3 separate regions of the Sus scrofa genome follow, and all the other regions are linked to region 1. Evidence: chromatin contacts called from public HiChIP or PLAC-seq data. All regions are on one chromosome and are shown on one strand. The core of a region is the stretch at or near the end of the contact, and the rest is flanking DNA. Distances in the headings are between cores, read along the strand shown.

Evidence for each region. HiChIP or PLAC-seq counts read pairs in DNA pulled down with a chosen protein or histone mark.
Region 2: a contact with region 1 is called in an H3K27ac HiChIP or PLAC-seq map of alveolar macrophages. The contact joins the promoter of PPP1R3F here to the promoter of PLP2 in region 1. A contact is called at or near these places in 2 of 47 Hi-C or Micro-C datasets (heart right ventricle and liver) and 1 of 2 datasets of contacts at active chromatin or transcription factors (alveolar macrophages).
Region 3: a contact with region 1 is called in an H3K27ac HiChIP or PLAC-seq map of alveolar macrophages. The contact joins the promoter of PRAF2 here to the promoter of PLP2 in region 1. A contact is called at or near these places in 1 of 5 promoter capture datasets (liver), 4 of 47 Hi-C or Micro-C datasets (alveolar macrophages, embryonic fibroblasts, epiblast stem cells and 1 more) and 1 of 2 datasets of contacts at active chromatin or transcription factors (alveolar macrophages).

What each region holds. Positions count from the first base shown.
Region 1 is chrX:43,213,654-43,216,850 of Sscrofa11.1, reverse strand. It overlaps PLP2 (proteolipid protein 2), which reads right to left and starts at 1,479. Exons shown (of 5, transcript NM_001244435.1): 1 at 1,218-1,479; 2 at 1-128. The coding sequence starts at 1,313.
Region 2 is chrX:43,326,586-43,329,782 of Sscrofa11.1, reverse strand. It overlaps PPP1R3F (protein phosphatase 1 regulatory subunit 3F), which reads right to left and starts at 1,584. Exons shown (of 5, transcript XM_003135095.5): 1 at 1,185-1,584; 2 at 510-1,182. The coding sequence starts at 1,509. It also overlaps a transcript of FOXP3 not described here.
Region 3 is chrX:43,148,902-43,152,098 of Sscrofa11.1, reverse strand. PRAF2 (PRA1 domain family member 2) reads left to right here and starts at 1,749. Exons shown (of 3, transcript NM_001243880.1): 1 at 1,749-2,013; 2 at 3,151-3,197. The coding sequence starts at 1,835. It overlaps WDR45 (WD repeat domain 45), which reads left to right. Exons shown (of 11, transcript NM_001190293.1): 8 at 76-284; 9 at 364-465; 10 at 549-694; 11 at 946-1,408. The coding sequence ends at 1,055.

The DNA of each region.
Region 1 (3,197 bases), core at 230-2,729:
ATCTTGGTGTGCAGGTCACACATGTAGATGACAAAGAAGACAGCAGCAAAGATCATCTCTATCACCGACAGGAAAGAGAATCCTGACGTCGCGGCACTGAAGCAGATCAGAATCACCAGGCACACTACCTGGAAAGATAGGCGAAAGGGGGCTTCGATCGATCGACTCCAAGGGCTGAGGGCGTGGGTTTAAATTGGGGGTGGGGAGGGTCTCAAACTCAGATGCCCACCAGGACTGGGAAGATGACCAATAGCTAAACACTTAATGTGTGCATACTGTGTTTGGGATATTGTTCTAAGAGCTGTACAGGTATTAATTCCCTCAATCATCGCAACAACCTAATGAGCCAGGTACTATTATTAATACCTTTATGTCATAGATGAGAAAAGAGAGGAACAGAGAGACACGAGGTAACTTATCCAGGGTCACCTAGCTAGGGAGGGGTAGGGTTGGGTGCCTCAGTTTCCCCTCTTTTCCCTTCTAGGATAGCCCAAGGGGAGTGGTGCCTTCAGGTGGTTTTTGTGAGCGCTGCTGGCGCCAGCTTCAGGGCTTTGACGGGGCGGGACGTGCGGTTCCCCGGGCAACCCCTTTGGGAATCGGTGCGAGTGACACCGGAGGGGCAGGGCTCTGTTAAAGGCGCCGCACCTCTTTTACGAGCGACTCAAAGGAGGCACCCCCTTTGCCGGGGGTGGGAAACCGAGGCTCCCGAGCGGCCCCAATAGCTAAGGACCTCCCGCCCCGTCACAGAGGAGCGAGGAAGAACTGGGGTAGGACGGGTGGCCCTGCCCCGCGGGACAAGCGCGCGCGGGGGCCCCACCCCAACAGGTCCCGCCCCTGGGCGCTCTGCCAGCCCGCCCGCCACTGCCCAGGCCGCGCCACGCCCTGCCACGGGAGGATCCCCCACCACCCAGCCCCGGGAACCCCTTCTATGAGTCCACTAATGAATCTACGGGGTCTCCTTCCGCGGGGTCGCCCGTATGCCCTGTGGGCCTCGTGCCTGACTCCATGGGCCAGCAGCTGCCGACCACCTTCTCCAAACCTCACTGACTCGCCCTGCATGTGCCCCTGGTTTCGGGCCTCCGTCACCGACCCACCCACCCCGCGCCCCACTGCCGATCACCCGCGGCCGCGAGCCTGCCTCCCCCGGGGCTGCCCCAGTCCGCGTGATCCAGCCACTCCACCCGCCTTTGCCCACCAGCCAGTCCCAGGACACTTACAATCTCAGCCAACAGGACAAATCCCTTTCGGGTGCGCGAGAAGTTGGTGCAGGCGGCCCAGCAGCCCGGGGCCGAGAGGCGCTCGGAATCCGCCATGGCGTGGACCTGAGTCCCGAAGGGCGCCGAGGAGCTGCTCGCTTGCTTGCGGGTTCGAGGACGCTGCACACCCAACCGTCTTCCCCGCCGTCTGGCCGGGAAGGGGGCCCCGGGGCGAAGGAGGGAGTGAATCACCGCGCGGAGCAGAAGCGGGCGGGGCCGGAGCGGGCTGGGCCAGGTGGCTGCCGCCCCGGAAGCCCCTCGCCCCGCCCGCCAAGGATTCTCCTTGCCCAGCGCACAGCGCACAGCGCCCCCCACCCCGCCCCGGGGCGCCCCATCTCGGGCGGCGGGGGGGGGGAACTACCAGCTTCTGAGGCTCGGCAGTTCCTCGTAACGTGTGTTGAAAGGAGACGACCCTTCCCGTTTTTAGAATACAAATGTGCCTGGGGCTGCCTCAACTCAGAAATGTTTTGGCTTTGGGGAGGGAGTGCCTCAGTTTCCTTAGCTGGAAAAAGGGCCAAAGCCAGGGTTAAATTCAGGTCCGTTTTCAGAATTCAGCATATTTCGGGGTTTAGAGAGTTTTCCCAGTGCATATAAGATATATGACTTTTCTCAGCGGTGTCTGAGACTGCCCGGTTAAAAACTAACAAACAAACACGTTATTTCCTCATGGAATGGTGTGGCCGTTCACAGCAAGTGGGATAAGCCAGGACCAAAAATCACTCCTGGTTAAGTCAAGTTTTGTAACCAAATGAACCAAATGGTGCCCAACTTTGTGGGAAAACTGTGGGTCTCTGGAGTTTTTTTGGATTTTGGAATTGTGGACAAAAGGTCATAGACGGTGGAATAAACCTCTTAGTAGCAATGGGAATGGGACCTCGCCAGTGCACAGACCCGAGACAGAGAGAGAACAGAGCCTGTGGAGCATCACGCTGCTGAGTAGATGAGGGTGGACTTTTTTAATAGTGTCAGAGCCCAAGATATGATTCTCTGTTCTGCAATTCTGGGGAGGTCTTGGCCCTAAGTGCTGAGCTTCTGTTTCCTGCTTCTAAGTAAAGGGTCTGTCAGCCCAGTCCCAGATGAAGAATGGGGAAGGAGGACAGGCTTATTTATTGCTGGGAGCTTGGCAAGATGAGGGCAAGGCTCTTGGGTGCCAGGCTCGGTGAACAGGCTGATGACATTTGAAGAGCGTGTTATCCTGAGCGAGTAATTTCTCCTGACTCAGCCTCAATTTCTGCATCTGCGACATGCACCTGGTCACGGGCATCAGGATCTCCCCCAAGATGTGCTGAGGGGCACACCCTCCAGAGTGGGTGTTGCTTTCATTCTCATCTCATTGGAAGGCCAGGATGGTTCAACCAAGGCCGGTCTGCTTTCCGTCCCCAACCCGGAGTCCCACACAACCACAGAAGGGGCTCCCCTCTTTCAGCCCAGGTTGCCTGAAGAGTGATTGGATAGTGGAAGGCATGAAGCACACTTCCCAGAGCCAACTGTGTGCTTTCCAACTCTTTGAGGACGTGCCTGAGTTTCTAGAACAGAACAAACCCTGCTCTGCATCAGGGCCTTTGAACTTGCTGTCCCCACAGCTGTCAATATCCTTTTCCCAGCCCTTCAGACACCTAGCTTCTTCTTCTTTTTTTTTTTTTTTTTTTGGTCTTTTTAGGGCCGCACCCACAGCATATGGAGGTCCCAGGCTAGGGGTCCAATCAGAGCTATGGCTGCCGGCCTACACCACAGCCACAGCAATGAGAGATCTGAGCCACACCTGCGACCTACACCACAGCTCACAGCAATGCCGGATCCTTAACCCACTGAGCAAGCCAGGGATTGAACCTGCATCCTCATGGTTCCTAGTCGATTCGTTTCTGCTGAGCCACGACAGGAACTCCCCAGACATGTGGCTTCTGATCATTCAGGTCCCAGCTCAGATATTGTGTCTTCAAA
Region 2 (3,197 bases), core at 335-2,834, 110 kb before region 1:
CTCAGTTGAAACAGCACTTCCTCAGAAAGTCCTCCCTGTTCCCTTTTCTACAAACTCTCCCCCCACGCCTGAGCATTAACTCTGCTAATCAGCATCCAGGACTTACTTCCTCAAAGGCCCTCCCCCAACACCCTGCCTTAAGCAGCTATTGCCTCCCCAACTATTCCTATTCTCCTTTCCTCTCAGCAGCTAACCTTATCCCTATGTAGCTCATCCGCCTGCTGGTTGTTTTTTTTCCAGTCTCTCATAAAAGCCTGTTGATTCTGGAGGGCAGGGAAGATGTCTGTCTTGTTCAGGGCTCTACAGTGGAATTCAATACATGAATGAAACCCCGGTAATTAAAACACAGCCTAGCACACGTTTGGTCTCCATTACTCTTTGACTAACTGACTGAATGAGCCCTCCTCCCAGTCCTGGTGAGCAAGCCTGAGGGGTTCCTGGGCCAGACTGCTTGTCCTCCATCCTAGACACAGCCCTGCGTTGGCGGAGGTGGCGCTGGCAGACATTACCTGCGCCTCATCGGCTTCATGCAGCTCTTCAGCTGCCTGGCCTCAGCCTCCACGGGACCCTGGCACTCGGGCTGTGGCTCCGGCTGCTGCAGCTGCTGCTGCTGGGGCAGCCCTTCGGCATCAGTGGGTGTGGGAGCGGGTGCAATCCGGAGCAGGACTGTGTAGTTGCGGCCGTGGTTGTTGGCCCAGAAAGTGCCCTCGGGGGTCTCATAGCGCACCACGAAGTCCAGGCGCGCCCCATCGCCCGCGCCCTCAGCAAAGGGCAGCTGGAAGGCAAAGCGGTCGGTGCGGCCGCCGTCGTCGGGCGAGGAGGCGGACGCCTGGCCGGGGCCCAGGCCAAGGGCCAGATCCAGGATGGGATCTCCTGCTCCTGGTCCTCCCGTTCCTGCCCATGGCGGGCTGCGCGGGACGTAGCGCGCTGGGTGGTCGCAGAAGGAAGCCCAGCCGTCGTGTGAGGCCCGCACGTGCACCGCCTTCTCGAAGGAGCGGTTCAGCACGCGGACCAACCCGCGCAGCACGGGCGGGCGCCCCCCGGGCACCCACACCCCGGCACCCCCGGGGACCGCTCCGGGAGGCGGCAACAGAGCCTCCAGCTCCACCATGACGCGCCCCAAGCGCTCCAGACGGCCTGACGCGGGCGGCAGCGAAAATGTGGGCACCAGGTAAAACCCCCGCCAGCGGGGACGGGGCACAGCGGCGAGGGCTCGGGGCAAGCCTCCTCTTCCTCCTCCCCTTCATCCCCATCCTCGCCATCGTCGTCCTCGTCAGCCCCGCCGCCGTCGCCATCTTGCCCGGCCGCCGCCGCCATCTTGCCCGCCCCGGGCCCGCCCCACGGCCGGTAGCGGCGCAGCTGCGCCAGCGGCAGCCCCAGGGCCTCATCGGCGAACAGCACCCGCCGCGGGGCCACCGCTACCTCGACTGAGGTGCGGGGCTCGCCCGCGGCCGGCGAGGGGGGCGCGGGATGCCGCAGCGGGGGCTCCACAGGGGCCGTGCGCGCCATATCGGCGGCGGCGGCGGCACCGACGGCACCGGCGGCGGGACCGGCGGGGGCAGGGCCTGAAGGGGCGAGCAGCCAATGGGAAGGCCAGCGCGGGGGGGTACGACTCACGGGGGGCGTAGGCGGCGAGACGAAGACAGGTGTAGCGGAGAGCCAATGAGGAGCCGCGCACGCGTGACGTAGGCGGTGAAGCGCGTGCAGGGGAAGCGCGCAGCCAATGGGGATGCCCGAGAGTGGGCGGTGTAGGAGGCGGGATGATCGGGGAATCAATGGGGAGGCCTGAATGGGGGGGCGGGGTCCGGGATGAAGAGAGCAGTCGTAGGACAGATAATAGGGAAGCGGGAGCGGTGTATGGGCGCCGGGGAAAATGGAATGGTTTCAGGCGATGGGGGGCAGCGGAAGCGAACGGAGAGACCAGAAAAGCAGGAGATCCGTGGGTTGCGTAGGTGGTGGGATGGAAGCTAGAGACAGCGAAGAGCCAATGGGGAGTCGCGCGCCTGTGGCGTACGGAAGAGATGACGCTAATGGCTGCAGCGAGCCAATGAGGAGTCCTGTGAATGTGCACTACGCCTTCAAGGGGCGGTGCCAGGGCTGAACTAGCCACTGCGGAGACTAGAAGTGACCGAGAGGCGGTGTGTGAGTTGCCCGGGAGGCGGGACTGAAGGGGGAAAGCCAATGGGTAGGCGGCGAAGGCGGGAGCAGGAAAGAGAGATGGCGGTTAGCCAATGGAGGAGCCAGAGTGAAGACTGTTGAGACGTCAAAGGGTGCTGGAACGGGGTGAACCAATACCAAAGCTAGAAAGCATAGCGGGACCGAAGGATCCGGAGGTGGGACGGCAAAGAGCAGAGCCAACGAGGGTGTTGTAGGTGGTGTGAAGGAGAGGATGAGCAGCCAATAAGGAGGCCGGAGGAGAGGATGGTGCGTAGGTAGTCTAGGTTGTAGGGTGGTCGGGCTACAGAACCGTAGAGTGCAGGCAGCCTTTAGGAAAAGTGTACCTCTCGTGGATGGTTTTACCTTCTCCTTAACCCTCCATGACCACTCCCTTTTGCCCCAGGGCTGTGAATGCCGAGAGCCCCCAAGAACCTAGACCGTACCCTAGTGTGAGATCAAGAAAGCAAAACGGACTTTGCGGTCACAGTTGCTGGTTCTCCCCTGCCCACCTCCGAACCTTAGCTTGGGCAGTACCACTAGCCGAGAATGCCCCTGATTATCATTCTCAGTGTTCTCCAGGATTTGGCACCATTGTTGAATGAAGGAGAGATTGAGGTTTTGGGGTTTTTTTTTGTTTTTTTTTTTTTTTGAAAATTAGCTTTTTCTAACTCTGAGCGTGACTGTATGCAGCCGGGAGTTGGTTGGCCATGTTGGCAGACATTGACTATCACAGATCAAATCCCTGTCATTCTTGCCTGACTCAAACGCCATAGCCGACAGTGGCCTCACCGCCCATCTTTCTGTCTCCAGTCTCTGTTCCTACTGCTCCCTCTCCTAAGAGTGCTACTCCTTCTGCTTCCTCATGTCCTCTCACTCTCTTTTTCCACTCTGCCTTCGAGATCCCACCTCCTGTAGGAACATGGCCATTCATATATTCCCTCCTCCATCCTGGGTTATTTTCTAAACACCTACTGTATGCAAGGCTCTGACTCACAGCATCCCTAGAAAGGAGGCACTTCCGCCAGTGGGCTCCTCTTCTC
Region 3 (3,197 bases), core at 500-2,999, 65 kb after region 1:
GGCTGGCTTCCCCTGTGGACTCTTGGCCCCTGACGTCCTTACCACCCCGAGCCCGAACTGCTCCTTCTACCATAGGACCTGGCGAGCACAAAGCCTGGCACTTCATCTGCTCCGTTTACCATCAATGCACATCAGAGTGACGTGGCCTGTGTGTCCCTGAACCAGCCAGGCACGGTAGTGGCCTCAGCCTCTCAGAAGGGCACCCTTATTCGCCTTTTTGACACGCAGTCCAAGGAGAAACTGGTGGAGCTGCGCCGAGGCACTGACCCAGCCACCCTCTACTGGTGAGCACAGGGTATACATAGTGGGCCGGTGACCCCACCCCACATGACATGCGGGCGTCACTGCTGGTCTGCCTTTCAGCATCAACTTTAGCCATGATTCCTCCTTCCTGTGCGCGTCCAGCGATAAGGGCACAGTCCATATCTTTGCTCTCAAGGATACGCGCCTCAACCGCCGCTCCGCGTGAGTGCCCCCCGCCCCACCCCGCCTCGCCCCCATCCCCCTGCCCATGTACCACACCTGGGCTAAGCCTGTGTTGCCTGCAGGCTGGCTCGCGTGGGCAAAGTGGGGCCTATGATTGGGCAGTACGTGGATTCTCAGTGGAGCCTGGCGAGCTTCACCGTGCCTGCTGAGTCAGCCTGCATCTGTGCTTTCGGTCGCAATACTTCCAAGAACGTCAACTCTGTCATTGGTGAGTGGGAATAGCCCTTGCTTGGGGGCACTGCATGGGCGAGGGCCTGCAAATTGGACCTGAAAGAATTTTTAGGGCATGGGAGGCCTGAAAGAGCTGAAACGTTGGTTCACCTCCATCATCATCAGTAAGGGGGATGGAACGTGGGCAAAGGCCTGGCCATAGGCCTTAGGCCGTGGGACACCTGAGAGGATTGGAGTGTGTGGCTTTGACAGCTTCTAACCTCTTACCAATCGTCCCCCCTCCTCCAGCCATCTGTGTAGATGGGACCTTCCACAAATATGTCTTCACTCCTGATGGAAACTGCAACAGAGAGGCTTTCGATGTATACCTTGACATCTGTGATGATGATGACTTTTAAGGACCCTCTGGGTTGTGCTAGGGACTGCGGTGACAGATTGCAAAGCCTTTGTGGGGGTGGGAGTGCTGTGGAAGCCGCCAGCCATCAAGCATTAATGGAGCAGGTGCGCACTTTCCACTCTTGAGAGCAATGCCTAAACAGCTCAGGTCCCTCAAGCACTTCCCGATGACTGTGTGCCTGCAGGGCCAGGCCAGGGACTCAGGGAGGCAGCGGACCCCCTGGGGCTCCCGCCTGGAGAAGACTGCTAGGGACCCAGAGCGGGTGCCCTAATCCAACCTGTGGGGATTTTTAAAAACTTGCCAGAAAGAGACATCTCTGATGTGATGAAAATGAATAAAAGACCCTTAACGGTATTTATGGCTGGACCTCGGGAGTGGGGCCTGGAGCAGATGAGGCTGAAAAGGCCCTGCAGTTTCTTGGAAAGGACCGGACCCTGACGGGATGGAAGTGGGATCCTACTCAGGTCCTTCCGCCAGTCTCTGCCTGTCCTCAATGCCTGAGCCGCCAGAACCGTCCCCGTGGCGCCCCCGCCTGGGGGTGGATGGGAACGCCTCGCCCTCGGCGGAGACTTGGTTTCCCGGCGGCCCCTGCTTCCCTGCAGTTCCGGCGTGTTTGCATTTCCGGTCACGTGCATTGCCGCACCTGCGCTGTCAACTAGGTCGCCAGGGTAGCGGCTGCCGGGTCCAGACTCCATTTCCCGGTGTGCCTCGCGGTGGCGCGGGGTGGAACGGGTGTTGTAGTCCGACCGCTCCGCTGGTCCAGCTGCATCGACTGGCAGGATGTCGGAGGTTCGGCTGCCACCGCTACGCGCCCTGGACGACTTCGTTCTGGGGTCGGCACGTCTGGCGGCCCCGGATCCTTGCGACCCGCAGCGATGGTGCCACCGCGTCATCAACAACCTCCTCTACTACCAAACCAACTACCTTGTCTGCTTCGGCCTCGGTCTCGCTCTGGCTGGGTGAGGGAGGGAGACTCCGGTTGGCCGAGGACGCCCGCTGGGCATGGAGGGTGGACCCGCGGGATTTTGAGGGGGCTGCAAGACCTTGAAGGGGCGAATTCAGTAGAGATGGAAAGCCTAAGGGTCATGGGAGGGGGGGACTTGAAAGAAATAGAAGCTGGTTATAAGAAGGGACTGGGGAGGGATAGAGCCCGGCTGAGGGAGGCCCGACGGGGATGGAGGGTCTGGGGGAAAGACCTGGGGAGGATAGAGAAAGTGTGGAACTGAAAGGGAAACTGGGCTAGGGGATGGACCTGAAGATAAGGAGGGCCTGAAAATGAGATATGACTGCCTGAGGGGTGATGGGGCCCCGATTAAGGTGGCCCTGGAGGACGTAGGGCAGAGACAGGGACAGGGATGTGGTCAAGCCGAAAGGGGGGACTTGTGGAGGATATGGGCGTGGAGAGGAGCCTGGCTCCTGGGACTCTCCAGAAGCAGGTACCTATTGGGGGACTTGAGCCAAGGACGATCCAGGGATGGCAGGCCTGAGACCAGGGTGGGGGGTGGAGAACCCGGAGGTGAGACTTGGGTACGACTGGAATTTAAGAGTGGGACCGAAAGCCTTGAAAGGGTTCTAGCAATGATGGAAGGAGGAATCTATAGGGAAATCGGAATCTGGAGGGGGGATTTCGAGGGGAGGAAGTCTGGAAAGGGATCTCATAAAGGACTCTGGGCCTGGGGAAAGGGAAAAGGGGAAGGCCTGGAAGAGGACTGCAAGGGCTGGGCCTTTGCAAAGGGTGGGTTTGGGAGCAGGTTGGGATGGGGGGGTTGGAGTGGGTCCTGTGGGTGGGGTAGGGTCGGCAGGAAAGAGCAGAAAAAGGCTGAGAGCCCGATGGGAAGGCTGGAAGCAGGAGATTTCAGGAAGATGGGACTGTAGGATTGACAAGAAAGAAATGAGAGCCCACGGGGGAGCCCAGGGCGGTGGACCTGTCGAAGATGGGGCTGGCAGGGGTATTTGCCCGGCTGGAAGGTGGTGGGGTCGCGGGTGGACCAAAGCGCTCGGGGCCTGGGATCGGGTGGACGGTGGTCTGGGAGACTCAGAGACCGGGCGGCCCTCTCGCTGCCTGCCCGGCTAGCTTAGTTCCATTGTCCCCGCAGGTACGTGCGGCCTCTGCACACCCTCTTGAGCGCGCTCGTGGTGGCCG